Linked DNA regions of Mus musculus: region 1 is linked to region 2. A link is a contact called in public Hi-C data. All regions are on one chromosome and are shown on one strand. Each heading gives the region's core, a stretch centred on a gene start, on an enhancer-like site or on the middle of the called end of the contact. The rest is flanking DNA. Distances are from core to core; before and after follow the strand shown. Region 1 has its middle 6.7 kb from the start of Mir3080. Region 2 overlaps Tcf20 (transcription factor 20).

What was found. Hi-C and Micro-C count contacts between places; a contact is called where the count stands out from the background.
Region 1: a contact with region 2 is called in a Hi-C map of rod photoreceptor, with 1.7 times the contacts expected there. The contact joins two enhancer-like sites. A contact is called at or near these places in 3 of 484 Hi-C or Micro-C datasets (CD4 T cells, the HL-1 cell line and rod photoreceptor), 1 of 115 datasets of contacts at active chromatin or transcription factors (embryonic stem cells) and 2 of 9 other capture datasets (adipose tissue and liver).

The regions. Positions count from the first base shown.
Region 1 is chr15:82,948,796-82,956,304 of GRCm38.p6, forward strand. It overlaps a transcript of Tcf20 not described here. Among named protein-coding and RNA genes, the nearest start is that of Mir3080, 6.7 kb to the right of the region's middle. Within about 2 kb of position 3,711, at least 44 of the 459 cell types and tissues checked have an H3K27ac peak or open chromatin away from gene starts, as enhancers often do. A contact at or near this core is called in rod photoreceptor, where this site is marked.
Region 2 is chr15:82,851,870-82,859,271 of GRCm38.p6, forward strand. It overlaps Tcf20 (transcription factor 20), which reads right to left. Exons shown (of 5, transcript NM_013836.3): 2 at 1-5,415. The coding sequence starts at 5,379. Among named protein-coding and RNA genes, the nearest start is that of Tbrg3, 43 kb to the right of the region's middle. Within about 2 kb of position 3,967, at least 29 of the 459 cell types and tissues checked have an H3K27ac peak or open chromatin away from gene starts, as enhancers often do. A contact at or near this core is called in rod photoreceptor, where this site is marked.

The sequences.
Region 1 (7,509 bases), core at 2,461-4,960, 97 kb after region 2:
GCCTGAGGAAGGCACTCTGACCTTAGCCATGAACTCCCATTCCTGAGCACAGTAGCCCCATCAACCTACAGCTTGCCGTGACGGTAAGCAGACCCTGGGGAACGGGAGACTCATACATCTGAAGTGGGACCATCGGGATGGGCACTGCACAAGGACATTGCACATGGGCATGCATGCTCCCGTTCCGACAGCAGGGGCAGCTAAGCCCATTTCACTTATGGGGAAACAGAAGCACAGAGATAGTACCATTCCCACTCAAGACAGCAGGCAGAGGAAGAGGTGGGCGTGGGTGTGAGCCCTGGCAGGGTCCAGAGAACTCTAGATCACCAATTCCAGACATCAGTACCTGACACCTGACTAGATCACCCCGGGAAGTCTCCCCTCATCAAGGGACACAGTAATACCCTCGAATAATCATGCTACCACCACATATCACCTCCTTCCACTTCAAATAGATGTGCTCCCTGCCCAGGCCTTACACACTCTCCCTCAGCTTGGCCACCTTTGCCTGTTTGCACATTTAATTGCTAGCTCAATCTGTTACTGCCATGACGGACCCCTCCTTCAGAGAGCCTCCCCAACCTCTCTCCTCTTTGAAGTCCTTATCTTTGCCACAATGTCACTTTCAGCCTGTGAGTATCTGATGAGCTATCAAGGTCAGTGAACCAGACCCTGTACTCTCTCACTTGAACTAACACATCTTTTCCACCTACTTTCCCTCAGAAGTGCAGCCAAGGGTGGCCTCTAGGCTGCTCCTATGCAGAGCCATGCTACCCTGGCTGCATGGCCTATATGGTCACCCCAGTCAGGCTGTGCATAGCCCTATAGGGCCCAGCTCTCCTGGACACAATTCCCTCCCTCTCTTCCTTCCTTCTTTTCTTCCTTCCTTCCCTCCCTCCTCCCCTACCTTCTTTTGGAAATGGCCTCACTATGTAGCCTTGGCTGCCCTGAACTCTCTGTGTAAACCAGGCTGGCCTTGAACTCACAGACATTTGCCTGACTCTACCTCCTGAGTTCTGGGATTAATGGTGCATACTGTCACACCCAGTTCTAGGACATACTTCTAACAAGTGACCCACTCAGACACCCTGAAGAACAGTTTGGGGGCCTTTCCCATAGCAGGATAAGGATGGGTCTTTTCATTCTCCATGTACCTGCTGACACAATACAGCTACCTGGCTGGGATCCAGGCCCACGGAGGGGCAGCTAGTAGGCCCCAGAAGCACCAAGCCTATGGGGAAAGGGTCATGTGCAAACATAGCTCCACCCACTCCTTTAAGCCTGGTCTGGTTATCCATCTAGTTCCCCTACTCCTCCTCTGTCTTGGTCCAAAGTGCCTGTCTCTGTCTCCACATTATCTGGCTCAAACCCCAGCCCATTCACCCTCTGGCTGTGCATCCTTGGGTTAAGTCTCTGTGTCTCAGGTTCTCATCTGTAAAATAGGAAGAGAGACCAGGACCATGGTACCTCCTGGGGTTGTAGGTAGGGTCTAAGGTTTATATAACACACACAAAATCTTATTCAGAGGCTCAGCCACAGCAGGAGCTGCCAGACCTTCTACACAGTGACTTTTCACTCCTTCAGGGAAGTCAGGCCTCAGAGGAGGTTAGTCAGCCTCAGCCAGAGGCAAACCCTATGTCCTGGTGCTCCCTCACTGAAACCAATCCAGCCCTGAACCTCCCCCTGCTCCCTGGAGAGTCTGAGCCACAGGCAGTACTCCGCCTCAGGCCTGGCCATCCGATGCTCGCTGCATCCAGACCTGCCTTCTAGCACCTCACTCGGCCACTTGGTCACTCGGTCACTCGGCACCTCAGTCACTTGGCCACTCGGCGCCTCTGCTTGGCAGTTATATCCCACCCCCATACCTGTGAGACAGAGCTAAGAGGAATTCTGAGAGGCCAGGAGGTGATAGATGTGATAAGCCTCCTCCTTGCCAGAGCCACCACCTCCCTGGGGAACAGTCACAACTTGGATAAGGAGGGAGGGGGAGGCAGCTGGCTAGTGCTGGGAATTCCTCTCTTCCTAATGGAGGCCATAAACCTTCATCCCAGCACTCGGGCTGCTAACAGATGCTCCCATCTGCCCCATCGGAAATGAACCTGTCCCAGCCTGAAGACACCTGTAGGAAAAACAAGTTATAAGGCAGTGGGTCGCACGGCTTGGGCCCCCAGACTCCCCTCTCCAGGGCAAAAAGATCCCGGTTTCCTCAGAAGCCAAGTAAGGGCAAGAGGAGGGAGCTGAGACAGGCCGGCCTGAATGTGGGCTCTTCCAGGGATAACAGGGAGCCACAGATGGAAGGAGAGAGCAAAAGAGGAGGCAAAGGGCTGGTGGGAGCAGGCTGGCCACAGTAGGCACATTATAGAAAGCAACACTGGAGGCCACCACAGGAATGAAGGCACTGGCTGACATGGTGGGATGGATGGTGCCCAGCAGTCAGGAGGCAGTTCAGGGCTACAGCCATGGCAAAACCTGAGGCCATGTTCATTCCCAACGCCCCAGTCCTCTTTATCCTTCTGCTCACCCTGTCCCCAAGCCAAACCATAGTGGTTGGAAGCTTAACCATGTGGTGGTGGGGACACAGACTTGGGTCACCGGGTTCAAACACAGGTTAAAGCCTGGAATAACAGAAGACTCACAAACCATCCAGAAGACCCTGTCTGCTGGCCTCTGGCCTGTCCTTCTTCCTCACTGGAGGCTCAAGCCCCAGATGGGGTCCAGGGCCCAGCTCTGCCCCTCCTCATGAGTGCCCTACAAAGCAGGCAGTCCCTGGCTCCAGGAGTCTGAAGCTACCAGCATGTTAGACTCTAGGGGCATCACTTTCCCATGCTATAGACCCAAGGTTCCCCATGTACAGCATGTAAAAATGGTACTTCTCCCCCAACCCCAGAGCTGACAGAAAGGTTAAAAGTGGGAGTGTTGGGGTGTTCTTTCCCAGCACTGGTTATGAACCCCATCCCTTCATCAGGAAATACCCGCTACCTTCCCTGTTTCCAGATGCTCTTCCCTCTACCCCAGGACCTTTGTACATGGTTGGTTTGTTTGTTTGTTTTTGTTTTTTCCTGCTTGGAACATTCTTCATGGCCTCCCCAGCCTGCACCTTATAGCTGTTCTGGGCTCAGATGTCACTCCCCCAGGAAGCCCTCCCTGGATGCCAGATGAACTCAAGGTCTCTTATGTCTCCACTTCCAGAAATAACAAAGGCCATGAGGGGTAAAGAACCTGTCTCAAGGGTTGCAGGTGTCCATGGAAACCCCTAATTCACAGCGTGGGGAGTATTCCAAGAGGAGGTGACCCCTCAGTCTAAAATCAGAAACTCAGAGCTGCAAAGTCCCCTGCACCCACTTTGCAGATCAGAAAATTGAGTTCTAGAGCTAGGGCTGCCCTACTACTGCCCAAGAAGCGGCTCTGCTCCATCAGTTCCAGGCTCTGCCAGGTTCCCCACACTTGGCGGGGATCCCTCTTCCCTGGGGGAGCCCCACAGCATACCTGGGGGCTGCCTGGTCCTGTGGATCACCCTGTCTGCGGGTGGCTAAAGGCTGGAGAAGCACCAGGCGCCCGACTGCACTGCTGAGCCGGGCAGCTGGCAGCAGCACAGCTCCGAACCAGCTGTTTGGATGACAAACTGCGTTCAAGCTTCATTAGGGTAATCACGGGCTCCCCTCCCGGCAGCGCTGCGGAGCGCGACTGTCAACCTGAACTAATCAAACCCGGCCCCAGGACACCCACCCGCCTGGCTGACAAGCCGCTAAGCCGCGGAGCCACTTTGAGTAGCACGGCTCACGAGGTGGCAGGAGGGCTGGGCCCTGGAGACAGACAGCCTGGGAGTCCTGCTGCACGCTCCCAGGGTCCCAGGGAGCCTCAGAGCTGTCAGGACAGCTGGTCCTAGCCCACTTCTTCTTTTGTTACAGCCAGAAACTGAGCTTAGGTGGCAAGGCCATACTGAGGGAGGCATGAAGCCAGGCTCAAACCCAAGCTCGTGGATCGTAGTGTTCCCACCCCTCCCCACCCCCCACCACCTGCCCCTCTGCTTTTCAAGGGTTGGGGTAAGCTGAGTGGCCCAAGCAAGTCCCTTCAGCCCTGCACCCCAATAGCAACTTGGGGACTCTGGTGACAAAGATGTGGGAACACAGTGGGACCAGTGCCCAAGCTGACACGGTTGAGAGCAAGTCCCTTTCCCCCGGCCCCCACCTTGCTCAGCTGGGTGGCCCCCAGGCAGATGTTCCTACCCCACAATCAGAACCAGGCCAGAGTGACAGATCTAGTGTCTAGTGACAGCTGGGGAAACCAAGGCCCAGCAAAGGGGGGTCAGAGGCAATGGTAGATAGCAGGAAATGTGGGCTGTTGAGGCAGAGGACTGTCATTCATTCACACATTCACTCATTCATCCACCCATTTGCAGGAGACAATGGGGCCTCTGGGTTGGGCACTCAGAACTCCCTGAATGAACAGATGCCTGCAAGGCTGAGAGCATGAATGGATGCCTGGTGCTAGGGACTCAGCCGTGAACTCACTCGGCAGACACTCACCCTGCCTCCTGGAGTCTGTCTAGTGGGAACAGCCAAGCAACTGATAATTAATTACAAATGACACAGGCAACGGACTAGCTGGATAACAGCCACCAGGAGGGCCAATGCCTGGTCTGCAAAGGTCCAGCAGGTGCTCCGAAGGACCCTCAAAGGAAAGCTGAAGGCAGACAGGACCGGGGAAGGGCACACAGGATGTGCAAAGGCCCAACGATCAGAAGTAGCTTGGGGCTTTGGAGGACAGAGGTCCAGCTAAGTGGCCGGAGGGCGGTTATGGGGCGGAAGCTGAAGTTTTAGCTGGAAGAGAAAGAGACTTGGGTCTTCGTCATGAGGGTGGCAGGAGCCTCTAGAGAGTCGGAAGCAGGGCTGGTGGCTCTGAGTCCTGTGGAGAGAGAAGGTGGCAGGGCTCAAACCCCAGCCCTACTGCTTCCTGACCCAGCATTAGCTCGGACAGCTAGGACAGCCAATGTGCCGCCTGGGGAGGGGACATCCTGGGAATCCATGCAGATGTGGCACAGATGGGCAAAATCAGCCTCTCCTGGCAGACATCAGGGTGCTGTGAGCAGCAGGTGGGTGGTGACTGGTGGAGGTGAGGCTGCAGGAGGTGCATCCTGGGCTCCAGCCCTGGGCTTCAGATGTGTACTCCCTTCTCCAAAAACCACTCGGAACAAAAGCCTGCCTCCATCCCTCCACCCTTCTCTCTCTGTGTTTGCATCTGCAGAATTGAAGACAGTGACAAGGACTACCTGGCCGTGCACAGGGCTAAAGAAAATGCTGTACCCCCACAAGCCTGGCTGCTCTACCCTACAGCAAACACAGGTTACACAGAAGTATCACACACAAGTCTAGGGGCACAGCTGAGCGGTAAAGTGCTCACTTAGTACACACACGCACACACACACACACACACACACAGAGCAATGACTTCCAGCAGCAGCACTGTACAGACTGAGCAGTGGCTTACAGCAGTAATCCTAGCCCTCGGGAGCTAGAAGCAGGAGGATCAGGGTTTCAAGGTCATCTTCATAGTTCTAGGCCAGCTATAGATACATCAGCCCCACCCCATCCTCCCAAAAGAAGACAAAGAAAATAAAGCGTGTATTTTTCCCATACTCTGGCTTTCTTGGTCTCCCAGTTTCTCAATCTGTTAGGGGCAGTAATCTCTTTCTGCCTTAGAGGCCACAGGCACCACAGCAGCCCTGCTGCCCCACGGCATGGTCCAGGGGACACACAGCAGTCCAGAGTCACACCTAGTTCTACATAAGGTAGCTGCTGGGGTTAGAAACTCAGTATCTGACACCACACCAGCAGATGCCAACCCGGATCCAAGCCCCCAAATGTCGCCCTGAGGAATGTCCATCCTGCTCACCTACTGTGTCCCAGGCTCAGCCCGAGAGCCCCCTGCAGGAGGAATACCCACCTGAAATGGTGGCTTCTCCATAAGAAGAGGACTCAGGAGTGCAGCTAGGTGTGAACCCTGCCTGGGCAGGTGCTACAGATACCCTGGTGGGAAAAAAGAGGCCATGAGCCAGCTCCCACGGAGAGACTCGGCTCTCCATCACATCTGGAACATCTTACTCGCCCAGAGACCTTGGAGACCCTGGGAGGTCAGATGGTGCCTACCTGTGGAGCTCAGCCACCAGTGTGACAGAGGGAGAAACAGAGGCTTCAAAAGGCTTAGTGTTCTAGGACTCCTCTGTGGAGGAGCCAGAAGTAATTAGGTGGCCGGGATTCCCCTGTGGGCAGCATGGCTCAAGCTCCCTAGTGGGACACTGAGGCGCTCCGTGAGGTTCTTCCTACCACCTGGGGCCACTCAGTCACTAAAACACCCCGGCCCCGGAATGCCACAGCAGTGTCGGTGATGGTTCTATAGGCCACTTACACGGCAATGCCAAGAACCACAACAGTGGCACTGGCTACAAACTAAGGCCTGCACTGGAACGCCAGCTTGCTCAGTCCTCCGGGCAGCCTCACGGGGATTAGCTCCCAGCCCCAGGTTCTGACCCACGCCAAGGGCTGCATGAGCCCCTTGGCAGCAGCTTGAGTGGTTACCCTCCTTCCTGATCATCTCAACAGAGGAACCTTACAGAACTGCAAGGTGAGCCCAGATCCAGGACGCCGTACCTGTCCCGCCTTTCCTGGCTGGCACAGTGCCTGGAGGTACCCTACAGGCTTATGACTCACTTTGCTCTTGACGAGGATGTGAGCTCTGTGGAGATGTTGGAGGACTACTACTCCCGTGGCTCTGTTCACATCAGCTCAGTCCCAGAGATGCTGGCTCTGTGATGGCCCCCTCAGGGATAAAAAGGGAGATAAGACAGCAGAATAGATACCCCGCCCCCTTTATAGGGTCTACCCTCAAATCCCATGGCTGACATCTACTCTTCTCTCTAGTCTCTAGTGGTGTCTGAACATGCATGCCCTCTCCAGCACACCTCAGTTTTCCCAGATAGCTCTGCTCCAGACACAAGGCACACTTGTATGTGCTTGCTAGCCTTCTGCTGGCCCTTCATACTGTCTCGGGAGCTTCCCTGAGGACCAGGGCTGTATCAGCTCTGTTCACAAATGCCAGCACAAAGATGGTAGGAAATGGGGCCTCAGTATCCCTGTGAATCGGCTAAGCCAATAACGCTGCCTGACAAGAAGCTGTTGGAACTGAGTGGGGTAGCCATGACCCTGACCCTGAGCAGCACCTGATAGAATTAAGGGATAGGATCCCACAGCAGAGGGAGGGAGAGGCCTGGTGAGAAGTGGACTGTAGGACCTCAGTGGGCCTCATTGCACTCAAGGGGAAGCAGAGACCAGTGGAGTCATGGAGGGGGTGAGAGTGAGGTTTTTGGGGTCCCGGCACTGAAGTGAAAGTCCCCAGAACTCAGACTGCCTCCCAGCCCTCCCTCTCCCCGACACAAACCCCCACCACACCAGTCATAACGGGCAGTTAAATGTCAGAGGGCCAGCTACCACCCTCCCTTCCTTACCTATGTCT
Region 2 (7,402 bases), core at 2,717-5,216:
CTCAGTGTCAGTTTTAGAACCATTAGAAGCGCTTTTGTGCCGAACCTTGACTTTGCTCTGCATTTCTGAGGACCTCTTAGGAGGTGGATTCTTCGGAAGAGTGGCTGCATAATCTTGGGGATAAAAGGGTCCAAAGAGGTCACCCATGTTACGGTAACTGGCCCACTTGCCACAGAGACAGCAAACCAGGTGCCCCATAACAGAAGACTCTGTTACCACAGGCCCCTGCAGCATAAAGGATGAAGCTGGGAGCACCTTGCTTTCTGTGCTGCTGGGGGGAGGGGTCAGAGATCTCTGACCCTTCCGGCTCCTCACCAATTTGGTCTGTTCTTCTTCTTCAGCATTGATGATTGTACAAACAGCTCCAAGTTCACACTTATTTACTACATGGATGTAAGGGAAAAAAGACTTGTTCTTGGCATCAGTTTTATCTAGTGGCTGGGTAGCGTACTTTAGCTTGATCTCTGGTTCTTGAGGTTCTACAATGGGAACTGCTTGTTTGGTTTTCCGCTTCCTTGGCTGGGCCCCAGGCTTCCTTCTCTCCCTCCTTTGCCTCTGCTTTTTTGGCTTTGGCTCCCCATCTGCAGAACCTTCTGGCATCTGAGGGGGCTGAGGAGGTGGAGGTGGTTGCTGCTGCTGTTTCTTTTGCTTATTGACACTACCGATTGGTCTCCCCTTTTTCTTTCCTGATGGGAAATACCCTTTAGGGGGGAAACTTTCTTGTTTGGGTGAAATCATGACTGTATCGTTCTCTTTCTCTTCAGCCTTGGGATTTGCCTCAGGGGCCAATATGCCCACTGGAGCTACATTCTTTGAGTCAGGAAAGATTAGTGGTGCTGCCCCACCCAGGGAACCATCTGGTCTCCCTTGGTTACCACCAGGCTTCTGTGAAGCTGTGGATGTCATAGTACCAGAGGGTTCCTTTCCAGTAGAAGCTGTTTCTACATGTGCCTCTGTCTTGACTTTGTCATCCCCACTGCCACGCCACTCTTCAGAAGGCCCTGGAAGAGGCTTCTCAACATTCGATTCCTGGTTAGTTACACTGACTAGGTCAGATACCACCTCACACTTTCGCTTTTCCATCTCAGCCTCTTGAGTAGCCACAGTGCCACCTTCAGGAGGACCACTCTTTAGAGATAGTATATCATCCAGTGTGACTGTGTCTCCCCCAGCCTCAGCACTGTTTGCAGATGCACTCCTCCTAATATTTGGAGATGTGATCTTCTGAACTATAGCTTCCAATTTTAATCCCCGTCCCTTCCGTGGGGGCAGTATTTTGGTCTTAGCAGGACTTGTCAGGGTAACAGCAGGACAGTTTCTATTGTCTGGGTTTGGAAGGTCCTTGGAGGAATCTCTCTTAGGAATAGACTTGATATCCTGACTGTGAGAAAGATGGCTGTAGGAATTGTATGCTTTATCGGCACCTTCTTTTGATGGGTGGAGGAGGCGCCCTTTATCATCAGCGTTACTGTTTTTTACATCTTGTGACTGTCTCTTACTGGGAATAGGGGAGATAAAAGAACGAACCCGCCTTCGCATGATTAAAGGATTTTGAGAAGAATGATCCTCTTGACCAGGAAGCCGTAACATGACGTTACTAGGTTTGGATGACTGTGCAGACTCGGCTAGTCCATGTCCATCTGGCTCATGGGGTGGCCCATACCGTTTTTGATTAGACATTCCTGGAGGACCACTGCTTTTGGCTGGAGAAGTCTGCCGAGAAAGATCCCAACAAGACTCTTGTAACTTCTGAGAGCTGTGCTTCAATTCCATGCTTTTGGCAGGCAGACCATCACTAGACATGAGACAGCGCCCAGCTTCCTGAGTGCTTGGGTCATGATACGTACCTACTGGTGGGCCATACATCATTCCGTCTTTGTCATTTTTCAGGGGGCTCCGTACTCTGTCAAGAAACTGCTGCTGCCTTGGGCTCTTGCGTGGGCCTTCCTGCCTATGCTGCGCAGCAGCGATCACTCCCTGAGCAGAACTGCTGGCCCAGTCTTTATACTCCTCTTGTTGCTGTTGGTACATCTGTCTCTTATAATGGAGCTGGGAATTCAAACCGGTATTAGGGTCCCCATAAGCATGAGCCCTGGTGTTTGTGTGGTAAGCAGAGGCCAGGCTTTCTGAGTTGGGAGAAAAAGGAGCATGTAAAGAACTCCTATTGGCCCTCTCTGAAAAGGTCATATGTGGGTTCATGTGATGAGGGTCTCCCCCTGGGCCTCTGCTCCTGCCTGGAGACATCTTCAATTTTTCTGCAAAGTCATGGTACTGAGAAGAGGACCGACCCCTCATAGTCTCCCGGCTACCAACTCTACCAGGGACCCGCCGCATTGGTGTGGACCTGCTATCTTGTGGGCCATAGTCTGAAATGGAATCATGGGCTGCTGCTCCAGGACTTGCATTGCCACGGTAAGTCTCATGTTTGATGCTGGTAGGATGGCAGTGGTCTCCAGATTTCTTGTTGAAACTAGCTTGAGATTTGGATTGTTCAAAGTCTTCCTCTTTTATCTGTCCACTCTGGGATTTCAATTTTGTTTCCATGGACACCAACCCACCAGGAAGAATGACTGACTGACTTAAACTTGGGTTGAGACGTTCATTCCTCCCAATTCTGGCATCAGTACCCATGTGTCCCAATGAGTGAGCCCCTGGGTCCCTGACAATCTGTCTTAGTGGGGATATATCACAGATTACTGACCTCCTTTCAGAAAGGGAGCCTCCAGGCTCATGGGCTGATGATGGAGGTTCTATCTCAAACTTCCTGGGAATGGGATAGTCAGACAAATTGATCTGTTTCATTTCAGGAGCTGTGCTGCTTGACTTCCTTTCCCATGGTCCCCAGTGGGGATTTTCCAACAGGGATCCAATACTCTTGTTCAGAAGGCCCCTGCTAGCTAATTCATTGGTTTGACTGACTAAGATGTTAGGCCTTGCAGTTCCTTCCAGGCCACTAGCCATCCCTTGATGTTCCTGTGCGCTTCTAGGATACCTTCTGTCAGGATGGTGGTGGTAGCCCTGAAGCACTTCCTGTAGAAGACTTGGGAACTTCTCATTTCTACCCTTTCGCTCTCCATGGCTGCCAAAATCCCCCTTTTCTTGTCCTGAAGGATACTGAGGATAACCACTGACATTTCGTGGTACAGCTGACCCAAAACTCTCTTTGTAACTATAGCGCAAACTTCCAGGAGACTTGCTAGGCTCAGTCCTGCCTGTGAAACTTGGGCCTACTGCGGAGTGGCTACTCGGGCCATTCCCCTCTCCATTGTGGTTAGAGCTATTATTATCACCATTCTTGTTTCCTTTGCTCCCTCCTCCTGGAGGATCTGGCTGTGGAAGTGATGTGTGGCTGATTTCCTTTACGCCACTATTGCTAGGTGGTCTCTGACTGGCAGCAGGATCATCCTCCTGGGAGCCTTTATCTTGTCCACCAGATTTTTCTACCCGACCTGTCATGGCTTCTCGGGAGACAATCACCCCAACTGTCTTCTCATTGACTTTTGTGTTCCCCTCAGATGACAGTGATGTGTCCTTAGCACCTGGAGAGGCAGCTTCGTCCCTAGTTGCAGGACTGGTACTGAGCCTAGGGGCCTCATTCTGAGCACCTTGTGTTGGTGAGGAGCCAGCTTTCTCTGAAGCGCCACACTTATAGGTGGTGTCAGAGCTAGTGCTCTGGCCACTCAGTTGCCTCACCCTCTCACCTTGATCTTCTGAACTACTAGAGCAACCTCCATCCAATGACTCAGCCATAGGGGACTTTAGTTGTTCTTCAGGCTGTGAGGAGCCTTCTGAGTTTGTACAGCTATCTGCTTTCTTAGATGATGATGAGGGCCTCTTAGACGTCTTCTTCTGAGGTGTCAAAGCATCAGAAAGTAACATGTGCTGGACAGTATTAGGAAGATTGGCCACTTGACTACTCAAAGCACTCAAACTACTCAACCCAGGATCAGTCAGCCGCTTTTCCGGCACCCCTTCTAATCCAAATCCTTTGAATCCTGCAGCATGAGAGTTAGGACTGGGCATCATTGATGGAGTTGGACTGAGCTGGGGCATTAGCTGTAAAATTCGGTTTCTGGAACTCATGGGCACATTGCCTTGCCCACACTGGAGATTCTCACCACTCTGCATGAGAGGAGAAGGTGTAGAGCTACAGCTTGGAGACTGAACCACAGAAGCAGCTGGAGAAGGGTTAGAAATAGGGCTGAAATTCTGGTGGAACTGCATGGGAGACCTTACAGGAACCTCAGGCTGGTTGTACTGCCCAACCTGGCTTTGCAGAGGCATCTTGGTGGCAGCATTTGTGTACTGCATCACATGCTGGGGAGGATGTTGCTGCTGCTGCTGCTGTTGCTGCTGTTGCTGCGGCTGCTGTTGCTGAGGTTGTGGTTGCTGCTGTTGCTGCTGCTGCCCCTGCTGGTTTCCTGGTGGAATCTTTGCCTGTTCAAAATTTTTCATAGACTGAGGTTGATAGCTATAATTTGATTGTGTTCCATAAGCCTGTGCATTAGAACCCACATTATGCCCTTCATACTGAGATCCAGCATTCACACTGTAACTGCCATCATAGCTTTGTCCAGACTGACTGAAACGCTGTGGAGAAGGGAAGGAGGAGGAGGAAGAGGAGGAAGCAGAAGACTGGTAGTGCTGTCCAAACTGACCTACTCTTAACTGATAACCAGCAGAAGATGGCAGAGTTGAGGGCCGCTGCATTGGTTGTAGATGCGATGAGCCAGAGGCTGGCTGTCCAGTGGTTTGTGGCAGAGGCTGATGGGATTGGTAAAGCTGTTGTCTCAACTGCTGTACTTGCTGCTGCTGTTGCTGCTGCTGCTGCTGTTGCTGCTGCTGCTGCTGCTGCTGTTGTTGGCTAGAGGCCTGCTGTTGATACTGAGCACTCCCAGGAGAGAAAGGCCCTGTGTAATCCTGCTGATAATGAGACACACCACCAAGGGCAGAGTGCTGTGCTTGAAATTGGCTCACATGACCCTCACTCGCATACTGATTGCCAAAGCTGCTCCCCTGGGGAGGTCCATAGCTCTGTACAGGCCCAGAAGGCCTTCGCTGAGGAGGCTGTGGGGTTCCTGCTGCCACTGTGTCTTTGTTGCCTGCCATGTAGTAAAAATCTCCAGCTTCTTTCCTGAAACCCTGATAGCCTTGATGGCCAGAGGTCTCACTAGCCATTGCTGCCGCTGCAGCAGCTGTTCCTCGTCGACCGCTACTGCTGCTGCCAGTGCCACTACTACCACCACCTGCTCCCCCAAAATTCTGGAACATCTGGGCCTGGCGAGGGCTGAACTCTTCTATGCGGGATGAGCTGTGCACCTCCTGTGGGTAGCTCTGCTGGTTTCCGTGGTAACTGCTTTGCTCCCGAAACGACTGCATACTGTTCAGCAGCACAGCAGCAGGCCAGCAGCCCTCCTAGAAAGGGAAAAAAAGAAAAAGCATGAGACATGCATCTGCTTGACACAAAGATCAAGCCTAGATAAATAACTCAGTGACCAGATAAAGCTGATTGCTTAAATTCCATCTCCTTTTTCTATCAATTTCTAATAATGCAAGTAAGCAGATAAATGGTCTAAAGAATGAAGGAATCTGTAATACAACAAAGAAAATACTAGGAATACACAAACACATTCAATATAGTCTTTAAAAACTTCATTAGATAAATGAGTCTTACAAATTCAACTGGAGTAAATATTGGAATGTTATTACAAACAAAGACATTTTTTAAATAAATCTTTAGTTACTGTGGGGTGACAAAAGCTCTTTTAATTTAAGCTGAGGAGCCTCAGATAATGACGGAGCAGTTGTTTCAGGAGGTGTCCAAGACTACTCCAATCACTCCAAGACAAAGACCCATCCTGAGAACCAAAGCTAGTTCCTCAAAATCGCCTGCTTATGGTGACTAGTGACTCTGGGACACTCAACTTGGTATTACTATGGATTCCTTATACTGTAGTCACCTATAAGTCAGATCTGACTGCTTCTTGACATAAAATTGTCTTCAAAGTACCTCTCTTGACCACCTAATTCAGAGCCACCAAGAGCAAGAGACCACAAAAGAGTAGTTATAAGGTCCAGGACTTTGAGTCTACACATTCCAGTCCCAGTTGTGGACTGTTCTCTCCAGCCTGGTTTGGAAAGCTGGTGACCTCACTTTTATTGAAAACTAGTATTAACTTTTGTTGTCTTTCTGTCATCATCTAAGAGCATTATTCTCTCCAATGCATTCGGTTTTTGGTTTTGTTTTGTTTTTTTTTAAGATTGATTGATTGATTGATTGATTTAATATGAGTACACTGTAGCTGTCTTCAGACACTCCAGAAGAGGGCGTCAGATCCCATTACAGATGGTTGTGAGCCACTATGTTGTTGTTGGGAATTGAACTCAGGACCTCTGGGAGAGCAGTCAGTGCTCTTAACTGATGAGCTATCTCTCCAGCCCAGCACCCAGTTCTTTAAAGAACCCTCGATGCCTCAGGAAAAAACTTTCTGCTGGGATGTCTCCATGGAAGTAGAATCCTGCCATTCCCCACCTGATGTAGTCCCACCTTTCTGACATTGTCATTAGGTTATTTGTGTTGTCTGTTACACTACAGGAGAGTATGACTCCAGGTAGAGGATACAGTAACAGGTCATGAGTTTTGATTCTGGGAAAATGTTTAATGCATTAGTACAAAACCCACAACAATTAAGACAAGGAATAAGGCTGTGTTGCTCATTAATAATTCTTGCCTAGAAGAGAAACCCAGCTGGAAATTACCCGCTGAGCCATCTCACCAGCCCTCTCCAACCCAATCTTTTCTCCCCCAAAGACCCCTGAAGAATCTTCAAGAAAGTTTCTACCTTTCCAAGTAGATTTAGCTATTGCTATTGATCTATTGCCAGAATGACAGAATACATTCCTGTTTAAACAACAGCAAAAAAGTTTCAGTCCTCAAGTTAATAATTCTATTTAGACCCCCTGTGAGGATATACTAACTGACCTCTAGGCTCCGCTCCACAGAGAAAACAGACAGGCTCTACCATCCTCTGGCTTCTGGACCAGTTTGGAAGTAGGGAACAAAATTTACTCTCCTGGCCCTGACTAGGCAATTTTTGAGGCTGGTAAAGACTCTGCTAACAAGCTCTGTCAGATGTTTGGCAATTTAAACATTTAGCCATTTTCTCTGAGCTCGGAAATTACTTCTTGCCCTTAAGCTCAGGAGGTATTAACAACTCCCCATGAATACCAGGCCAGAAGATGCTAATCTCCCAGTTTGGTTATCCTTCTGCATGGCTGTCCACATCCCTTTCTACATGCTCAGCAGATCAGGAGCTGGAGCTGGGGCTGGGAGTGGTACTACAGGGGGTTAAAGTGTACAAAGAGAGACTAGAAAGAAGAAAAAGAGAGGCTGATATTCCCT